2 separate regions of the Rattus norvegicus genome follow, and region 2 is linked to region 1. The links are chromatin contacts, called in public HiChIP or PLAC-seq maps. All regions are on one chromosome and are shown on one strand. The core of a region is the stretch at or near the end of the contact, and the rest is flanking DNA. Distances in the headings are between cores, read along the strand shown. Region 1 has its middle 23 kb from the start of Cxxc5. Region 2 has its middle 30 kb from the start of Cxxc5.

Region 1 (4,682 bases), core at 1,167-3,666:
GGGCGGTCACAGTGCCAGAAGGTAGAGACAGCCTCTGGGTCAGTAACTCAGTGACAAAGATGGGGGGCAGGGCAGACAAAGGGGGCCCTGTGGGCTGGGGCAGGGGGTCGACTTGAAGGGCTATGAAATATTAAAGAGCCCAGGCCAGTGAGTGACAGAGGTCATAGAATTCAGAAGACTAGCCAGTAAGCGATAGGGGAGCCTGAGGCTGAAAGCAGCCCCCACCTCTGTCACAGTCTGTCCAACAGAGGACACGCAGAGGGCGGGAGGGGCCACGGGGACTGGTAATAGGAAGAACTTTATAGTTCCCTCTCCCCTCAGGCTGAGCTGGGCCCAGCCAGCCTTCCAGAGCTTCCAGTCACCCCAGTATTAAAGCCAGGAGGACTGTCAGCTCAGTGGCTGTCATGGGTGTCTCTTGGGAGAAGAGGGGATGGACTCCCCTTCCCAGGGGAAAAAAAAAAGGAAAGGAGGAGGAAGAGGAAGAGGAGGAGAAACAACAACAACAACAACCAGGCAAGCAAGCTACCATACCACTTTTCAGTGACCAGCGGGGAGGGAAGGCTGTGCCTCACAGCTCAGCTGAGCCAGCAGGCCATTCCCTGGCCCCATTACCAACCTCATGACCTTGGCCAGCCCCTTGCCCTCTGTGTCTGCGTAGTTCCACCCACACCAGGCTTAATGTGAGGAAAGAAAGGAGAGAGCAAATACCATGTGGGAGCCCATGGGGCTAAGCATCCCACAGGCCTTTGGGGGCCCTGAGGCCAGTCCCATCGGTCCACTTTGCAGATGGGGAAGATAAACTCCAGTGTGGTGAGAGTAAGGCAGAAGGTCACATCCCTGGTTATTAGAGATATAGGTTGTCCTCCCCACCCCAATTCACTGAAAATAGTTCTTAATACTATAAATACTATACTATAAATGCCACTTCTAAGCCTTCAATTCCAGCAGAGGCAGGCAGATCTCCTCCAGTTTGAGGTCAGCCTGGTTGGTCTACATATCTCTACATAGTGACTCCAGGGCAGCTGAGGCTATCTCTACAGAGCCTGTCTTAAGAAAACAAACAAACAAACGACCCCCCCCCAAAGAGGGGTCAACTTCTGTGATTGCTGAGTGGACGAATCTAGGCCCTCTCCTCATGCCCAATCCTTGTATTCAATCTAAAACTGGTCTCATGAGGAAGGAGCCACTTATTGACCCATCTCAGAGATAAGGAAACAGGTTGGTAGAGATAAAATCTGTCCGTCAGTATGCCATACAGTCAACCATGTAGTGGTCAGGACTCACAACCAGGTCTGATGAGTCCAGGGATGGTTATTAGGGGGAGCCAGTAGAAAGCCTGGGTGGGCCTATGGGCCCCTAAAAGTATTATGGCTGGGACCAGACATCAGAAGAAGGTGGAAAGGGAGGCGATGGCTGAAGAACTGGCCACATTTGTCCCTGTACTTGGGAAGGCAAAGATAGAAGGGTCTGGGCCAGTGTAAGGGCTGGCCTGAGCCACATAGTGAATCCTAACTGCTGTGCTAGGTAAGTGGTAGCTGCTGTGGGAGGGGGCACAGCCTACTGAGGCCAGGGACAAGGTACAGCCTAGGAATCTGACTAAAGGGATCTGCCTATTCCACAGGTAGGCCTGTACCAGCTAAAAGAGACCCTGCTTCTGGACAGAAGGATTCTGTAGTTGGCTCTGAAGGGCTAGTGGAACCCTGTCTAGTCCCCAGGGGTTCTGACTTCAGCTCTAGGGCTAGGAACTAATCACTCTCCCAAATTCCCTAGTGCTAGTAGAAGGGAAGTTGGGATTGCCTACCACCCCCAATCCCTGCAAACCCAGAGGGAGGCCAGCATCAAGAGGCAGGAAATGAAGAAGAATTTGCAATCTAATTGAGCTGGCGGGGGATTAGGCCGCAGAATGCAATTACAGAGGCTGGAGCTGGGCCAGGGGCAGGCAGTGACACCCCAAGATGTGGCCTTGTCCAGGTGACTGGGCTCAGCTATTCTTGAAGCCTGAAGGATTCAACTAGAGGAAAGGAAATTAAGTAAGCAAGGCTTGAGGCTAGACCACTCTCCCTTAGAAGACTGTCAAGAGTTTCAGTTCTGTGGGATGCCCGACAGCAGGAAGTTTAACTGGGAATCACCCCCCACCCCCTGGAAAATCCAGGGCAAGCCCAAGGACTGGCACAGGTTCTGCTCATGCATGTACATATGTGGTTATGCTCTAGGGTAAAGCACACACACACTGATGTTCACCTGCACAGGGGCATACACCAACCTGCAGACACACTACTGTGGACCTCTGCTGCCGCCGGCTCCAGCACAGGGGAGAAACATAAAATAACACCCATGACCTTAAAATCCTTTTATTCTTATAATCACAGGCTGCCATCGCTGTGGATGTGTGCTGTCACCCTGGCCCCAGCCTGTCTCCCGCCACAGCTTCCAAAACTCCCAGAGGCAGGCAGACCAGGAGACTGCCTGGTTACTACTGCTGGGGGGAGGGGAATACAGCTGAGTGGAGAAGGTTTTGAGTCTCTGGGCTTCTTCACAAGCAGGGAGCAAGGGACTCAGAAAGTCAGAATGGCCAACGGATTATAGAAAGAGACAAGAAACACAAAGACACTAGCTATTGACAACTAACTGCCCACCCAGCCTAAAAATGTCCACTCTTAGGTTTACTCAGATACAATCCAGACACATACCACTGAAGGAGTAGACTGACACTATCTGTCTACCCGCCCACCTATCCATATCTATCAGATACATGGATACAAGCTAGGAGCCAGGAGTTAGGTAGGGCACATCTTTAATTCCAGAATTTGGGAGGCAGAGGCAAGCAGGTATTTTTTGAGTTCAAGACTAACCTGGTTTACATAGTAAGTTCCAGGTCAGCCAGGGTTACGCAGTAAGACCCTATCTCAAAACAAACACATACAAACCACAAACTCTACAAAATTCCAAGTACTCGAAACATACCGTATCTATTACATAGGGACATGGCCGACCTACAGACATACAATTTCAGACTTAAGTGCATGAGGTGTATATATAACATTAGAATATGTAATGTATACAACGCAGACACATAACCATCCATTTATATTAAATCATACATCTTACTCTTCCACATCTTCAGACACACACATTCTAAACACAGACTTGAAGAAAGATCTACCATCCAGGTTGTCACATAGATCAGACATAGTGCCACACAACCCCATCTCTGCCAGTTGATAACTGCCTCTGGATTTTAGGGGCAGAAGAAGAAGGGTCGGCGCTTTCAAGATCTTTGAATGGGCAGTCCTTTCTCACTGCCAGCAGCCTGGGAAGGTGGGCTGTGCCCTGAGGAGAGCGGACAGAGCAAGAGGGAAGTAAGAGAATGCAGAAAAAAACTTTAGTGGGATATTCTTGTTGGGCAGTAGCGCGTGAGTAACGGGGGAGGCTTTTTTGTGGTCTGGTGAGTTCCAGCTATGAGTGAGAGTTTAACTATTAATATACTCAAGGACACTTCACACTCCCACATGTGTACACACACACACACACACACACACACACACACACACACACACACACACAGCTCTAGAATGAGACCAATGGTAGGGGCTGGAAGATCCTCCACTCTCCTGCACCTCCAGATCGGAGGCAGAATGTGCACTCCAGAATGTTGAGGTGCTCAGTACCCATCAGAGGCTGAATAAATTTATTACCTAAAATGACAGTGGGTTAACCTGCCCCATCCAAGACCACTGAAGGCAAATGCTAGAGAATTACTTGCAACTAAATGATTACTGCATCCCACAGAATTAAGAGCAGAACCAGGTCTGTCCCAAGTGTATTCCTCCATTTTTTTCTATCTCACCACGCACCCTAGGAACTCAATTGGCTTTAACTCAGTCCAAAGCTCTCTCCCTCTTCCTGGGAAGAAGCATTGCATGCTCCCATGAGTATCTAGGTGGGGACCTAAAGAAGGTAGGACTTAACCTACTGAGACATGCATGCCCCCACACTCAAATGGGCCTCAATTTCACACTTGCCAACTAACTGGGTATCAGAAAGGAAAAAATAAAGGGTCACGGTGGAAGCCCTTGGACACCTAAGCGTGAGGGGCTTGAGCCTTGGATTGAGAGCCCTCCCCACTCCCCTTCCCCCACGCAGCGCAGCGCAGCTCAGCCCAGCCTGGTGGACATTCCAGGCCTCACGTGATAAAGGGGAGGCCATTGGCCCTCCGGTAAGTCAACAGGAGAGATAGGAGGCCCAGGCCAGGGTCACCTGCTGAGCCGGGGAAACCGAGCCCAAACACAACACATAAATAAGCACTAACAAGCCAGCCAGCCAAGGGCCAGGCTTCTTCAGAAGACCCTCTGCTCCAACTTGGAAGGGGGATGGGGGGGGGGGACGACTCAAGCTTAGCTAGGGGCTTCCCCCAGAGAATCCAGCTCCTACCAGGACGCAAGGGGAGGCACCTACAGGGCTACCAGGACTGACTAGTAACCCAGAGGCCAATCTCCCTCAGCTGTTCCCACCCCTCCCCGGGGCAAAAAAAAAAATTCAAACTGTCACCCCTCCCTCCTCCCTAAGGAGGGCAGTTTCCGTTCTGAGGGGGGCCACAGCTGCAGAGCGCGCCGCTACCCCCCCAACAACAAGCTCCAGCTTGACTCTCATCTAAGGAACTGCTAAATCAACACCATGCAGTT
Region 2 (4,682 bases), core at 729-3,228, 54 kb before region 1:
CACCCCCCGCCCTTTCCTTGACGCATAGTCTCACTGTGTAGCCCTGGCTGGCCTAGAGCTCACTCTTTAGACCAGATTGGTCTTGAATTTACAGAATATGCCCCAGGCTTCTGAGTTTGGGGGTTAAAAGTTCACAAGAGCCACCAAACTTGGCCTAAGTCTGCCTCTTTAAGTGTATGCTGGGATCCAACCTGAGGCCCTCATTCTTGTCCAACAAGCATTTTTCACACTAAGCCATCTATCACCGACCCTGAGGGCACACACATACCCTTTTGTCTTTGGTAGCACTAGGATTTAATAGGATGTCCTAACAGGGGTGCTAAGGCTTGCCCCTGGGGTACAAAGCCTAGACATCCTGCCAGTTCTTGAGCAATGACACCAAGTAGCCGACAGCCAGGTGGATGGTGGAGATGAGCTCATCATGTCTTCCTCACATGAGGAAGAACAACTGCATTTGATCCACCTGGAACTCAGGTGTAGACTTCATCAGCTTTGGCCTCCATGTTTTTTGTTGTGTGTCAACAGGGAAGGGAATTTTAGTTAGGCCCGCCTCAGTTTTCATGGGATCAGCTTGACCAAAGCCTCAGAGGCCAAAAAGCCCCACACTCCTTGGCCATCCTTCTTCCGTATCTCTGGCCTCCTGAGGCCATGTTTTTAACCACTGAGTCCTTAGCTTAAGGAGAAATCCTGAACAGTCTGTCTGCTCAGTTGTCTGATTTGTCCAGTAACCTTTGACCTCCTGAGTATTCACAGCATGCCTCTCAGGGTGAGCACTAGGAACACCCAAGGGCCAACCCATACCCGCAGGCTGAGAAGCCCAGTGGTTTGAGGACCACTCTCAAGGTGGGAGCTCAGGAAATGTAGAAACAGTCCCAGAGCCCTCCTGATGTGTGGTGGGCCTGGGAGTCTTGGGGCAGGGGGTGGGGGGTGACAGGGTTTCTTGGTGTAACCCCTGGCTGTCCTGGAACCTACTCTATAAACCAGGGTGGCCTTGAGCTCAGAAATCTACCTGCCTTGAAGGCGGGTCTACACCCCCACCTGGGACTTGGGGTCTTAGAGCAGAAGGTGCTCTGAGATTTGGGTACCGTTAAATAGGCAGTCCTAAACCAAAAATGACCTATGAGCTTCTGACCTACTCCCAATTAGAATAGGGACAGGAAGGAAAAGACGAGTGTTTCCCACCTGTGCTTCCATCTCGCTGAGCCAAACAGGCACTAGGGTATGAAAAGACTTACTCCCTTGAGCTTGAGTAGAAGCAACCTGAACAGTTTTCAGAGTGGACAGTGGCAGGCTGACCCACAAGGAGGTGTGAAGACAAAGGCTGACCTCGGCCAGGCTTGAAGCAAGCAGCTTGGCAGGGCTGGGTGCCAGCTTCTTGTTCCAAACCAAGCTCCTGCAGAGCGTGCTTAATGCAGCAGTGGTGACAGTACTGCCATCGGAGGCAAAACAGGAGCCCGGCCATGTCGATGAGGGACACCAGAGTGCTGGAGGGAGACTGGTAGAGTTGGTTCTGATTGCAGTATCTTAACCACCAAAAGCCCAAGGCAGAGTGTCCTCAAACGAAGGTTCCTGACAAGAAAGCTGTCCCCTAAACCACCTTGGAAAAGTGGAAAAACTGAGGTGACAGTGTTGACATTAACTGAATCTGGGAAAGAAAAAGAAAAATTAAGCATAGAGAAAAGCATTGAGGAATGTCCAGGTGGGAGTGCCAGCCGGGGAAGACTGGGAGCTGACCTAGCAGGCCGCAGTGACCCAAGCCAAAGGGCTCTGCACACCTGACCCCCAGCCTCAGTGCCCTCAGGAGGGCGCTTGCATTGCGTCTCATGCTCCAAGCAGCGACAGGGTTAAGCTTCCTCACGGTACTTGCCGCAGTAAGTGGAAAGGAAAGAAGTGTCAACTCCGTTCTCACCACAGCGGGGCTGTCGGATGGCACCTCCCCCCGCCCCGCACACCCCGCCCGGCCTGCTTCCCCGCCCTCCCCTCGGAACGCGCGCGCACACACCTCCCACCGCTTTGCCCAAATTATTTTCGATCCCCGGAGACTCCGGATGCCAGACGCGCTCGGCGGCGGCGGCCGTGCCTGATTCATTGCGCCAAAGCTGCAGATGCGACCTCCCGCCTGCGCCCTGTGCCCCGGCCCGCTCTGGGCTGAGCGCGCGCCTTAGAGAGATGGAAGGGGGGCAATTTGTAGGCGCTTTCCCCTCCCCACAAAAGGCGGGCCCTGGGGGCCAGGTCCCCTGTCTCCAGCTCCCCGGGCTGCGCTAATTAGCTTCCTCCGGGGGCGCCACGCGGCGTGAGGGGCGGCAATTTCCCGGCTGGGCTGCGGGGGAAGCGCTCCTGCCGCCTGGGAAGGTGAAATGGGAAACTCGATTCAAAGAGACCTCCCCCACCCCTCCCGCCAAGCTCCGTAGAAAACGGGTTTGAAATTCCTCCTCTTTTTTTTTTTTTATTTATAGTGCACGGTCACCATGGCAACCGCGGAGGAGGTCACGGTAGCTGGGCCCCCGCGCGTCACCCCGCGCCTCGCCGGCTGCAGGCGCCGGGATTGCGGCCTCCCAGGCGCCGTGGCCCGCGTGGACTCAGCTCGGAGCTCTCCGCCCCCGCTCCGCCCTGCCTAGAGCTCAGGCCCCTCCACAGGACTCTACCGAGTCCCAACTGGGAATGTCGCACCTGGGCGCCAGTGCGCTCAGCTATGCTGTGTCCCACCCCCCTGCCGCCCACTCCCCGCTTTGGCACGCGGGACTGCGCCATGTAACACGTGCCTATAACCAAGCTAGGAAACATGTGCCTCTCTTGCCGAGGGGCTCTCCGCACTTAATGGTTGCCCTGGGGAATCGACCTATATTTGGTGCACAACTCCGCAGGCCCTGCCAAAAAGAGACCTCCGGTACCTAAAAAGGCCAGTTCTGGCGTCAGAGCCTAGCTGATTTAGGGTCCCAGCCTTTGTGTGCCTCAGCTTGCTCATCAGCAAAATGGACTTGGAAGGTTTTAAATACTTTCGAAGTGCGTTTAATTGCTTAGCACAGTGTTTGCCAAGTGGTCCCGAAAAATCTGTGGTTGGAGTCAGTTTATTTTATCTTATTTTATTTTTTTAAACAGGCTGGAAAAACTAAGGCAAAGGTTCTGAAAGGTTCTGATTAGGAGAGCGCTCTCAGTTTAGAGGCTAAGAGGGAATTCTGAGAGCTCTCCAACACCCCTTGCCTAGGCGCCTAAGCGGCAGGTGAGGGGACCCATGCGGGCAGCATAGAGTCCTGGCCTGCCTGGGGCGTGGGGAGCCGGGCCAAGCCGTGGACGCTCGCCACATCCGCACCCGGAACCCTGGAAACGTGCCCCCCGTGGCGTCTTTTCCCGCCCACTCGCTCCAGCACCAATTGCAACAGGCCGGCCTGCCCTCCGTTGCAGGACTGAGGCCGCACCTGCCCCACCGGATGACGGCCGGGAGCCGGGCGGTGCCCCCCACCGCGCACACTTCCTCCCGGACCCCTGCGCCCCGTCGAGCGCACAGGGGGAGGGGACCGGGTCACCCCGGCCCCACCAGCTTCCCACAGTTTAAGCTGCCCGCAGCCGGGGAGGCAGGAAGTCTCAGAGCCGGGGCGTGGAGGCGGGGTGGGGGCAGGAAGTTGGGGGTGACTCTCCCAGAGACCCCAGACGGGCCCCGGCGTGGGAGCCGGCTGGGCCGGAGCGTAGGGATTAAGGGCGCCCCCTCCTCTGAAGCCCTAGGCCATGTGACTCTGGCTGGAGCGCCCTGCAGGGTGAGGGCGAAGGCCGCTACCTCTGGCGACCCCCAGCAGCGCGCACGAAGAGGGAGGGACCGCCTTTGTCTACTTTGCCGCAGAGGCAGCCCCCCCACAACCCCTCCCCCTGCGCCCCGTCGGCCCTGCACAGCCCGGGTTTTCCATCCGGCCTGGCTCGGCTCGGCAGCTGTCAGGGGACCGAGCTGACCTTCGCGAGCAGGGAGTTTCAATTAGCTGCAGATCAGATAAGCGGGCGGGCCCGTCTCTCTGGGCACCGCGGGGGCGCAGCCCCGCCCCCGCCACGCCGCGCCAAACGCGCTCCAGATGGGAACAAAGATGAGGACGCAGCTCCACCTGCCTCCCGGGGGAGGAGAGGGGAGAGGAGGCCCCGCTGGGAGAAGCTTCCCACCCGAGGCAGGGTTGCACTCTCTTCCCGACCGATGTGGGATCCTGGGTCGGGCCAGGTCAGTGCTCTGGCCAAGATGATTTTTGCTGCTCCTCTTGCCTCCTCAACTGACCTCATCTCCAGTTGGGCATTGTGCCCTCTCTCCCCCGGAAGGAACATTTTGCCATCTCTGATCTCATGTAGACGTTCTCTGTGTGGCTGGGCGAATGAGTCGAAGCCCAACAACAAAAGGAAACCGAGGCATAGACGTATAGAAGTGGTTGGGACTTTTTGGTTGGTTGGTTGGGTTTTTCTTCGAGACAGAGTTTCTTTGTGTAGCCTTGGCTGTTTTAGGACTCACTCTGTAGATCAGGCTAGCCTCCAACTCACAGAGATCTACCTGCTTCTGCCTCCTGACTTCTGGTTTTAAAGGTGTGCGCCACCACCTCCCGGCTGCAGTTGGGATTTCTTGATCCACATCACACACCAAGCACACACCATCTCGTGTTTATTGAGTACCCACTAAAGGCCTGACACTGTCTAAACTCCATGGGGACAACAGT

What was found. HiChIP or PLAC-seq counts read pairs in DNA pulled down with a chosen protein or histone mark.
Region 2: a contact with region 1 is called in an H3K27ac HiChIP or PLAC-seq map of oligodendrocytes, with 4 times the contacts expected there. The contact joins two enhancer-like sites. A contact is called at or near these places in 5 of 12 Hi-C or Micro-C datasets (Schwann cells, frontal cortex, kidney and 2 more) and 1 of 1 datasets of contacts at active chromatin or transcription factors (oligodendrocytes).

The regions. Positions count from the first base shown.
Region 1 is chr18:27,703,970-27,708,651 of GRCr8, reverse strand. It overlaps a transcript of Cxxc5 not described here. Among named protein-coding and RNA genes, the nearest start is that of Cxxc5, 23 kb to the left of the region's middle. Within about 2 kb of position 2,416, at least 23 of the 93 cell types and tissues checked have an H3K27ac peak or open chromatin away from gene starts, as enhancers often do.
Region 2 is chr18:27,757,072-27,761,753 of GRCr8, reverse strand. It overlaps the pseudogene Rps16-ps2. Among named protein-coding and RNA genes, the nearest start is that of Cxxc5, 30 kb to the right of the region's middle. Within about 2 kb of position 1,978, at least 55 of the 93 cell types and tissues checked have an H3K27ac peak or open chromatin away from gene starts, as enhancers often do.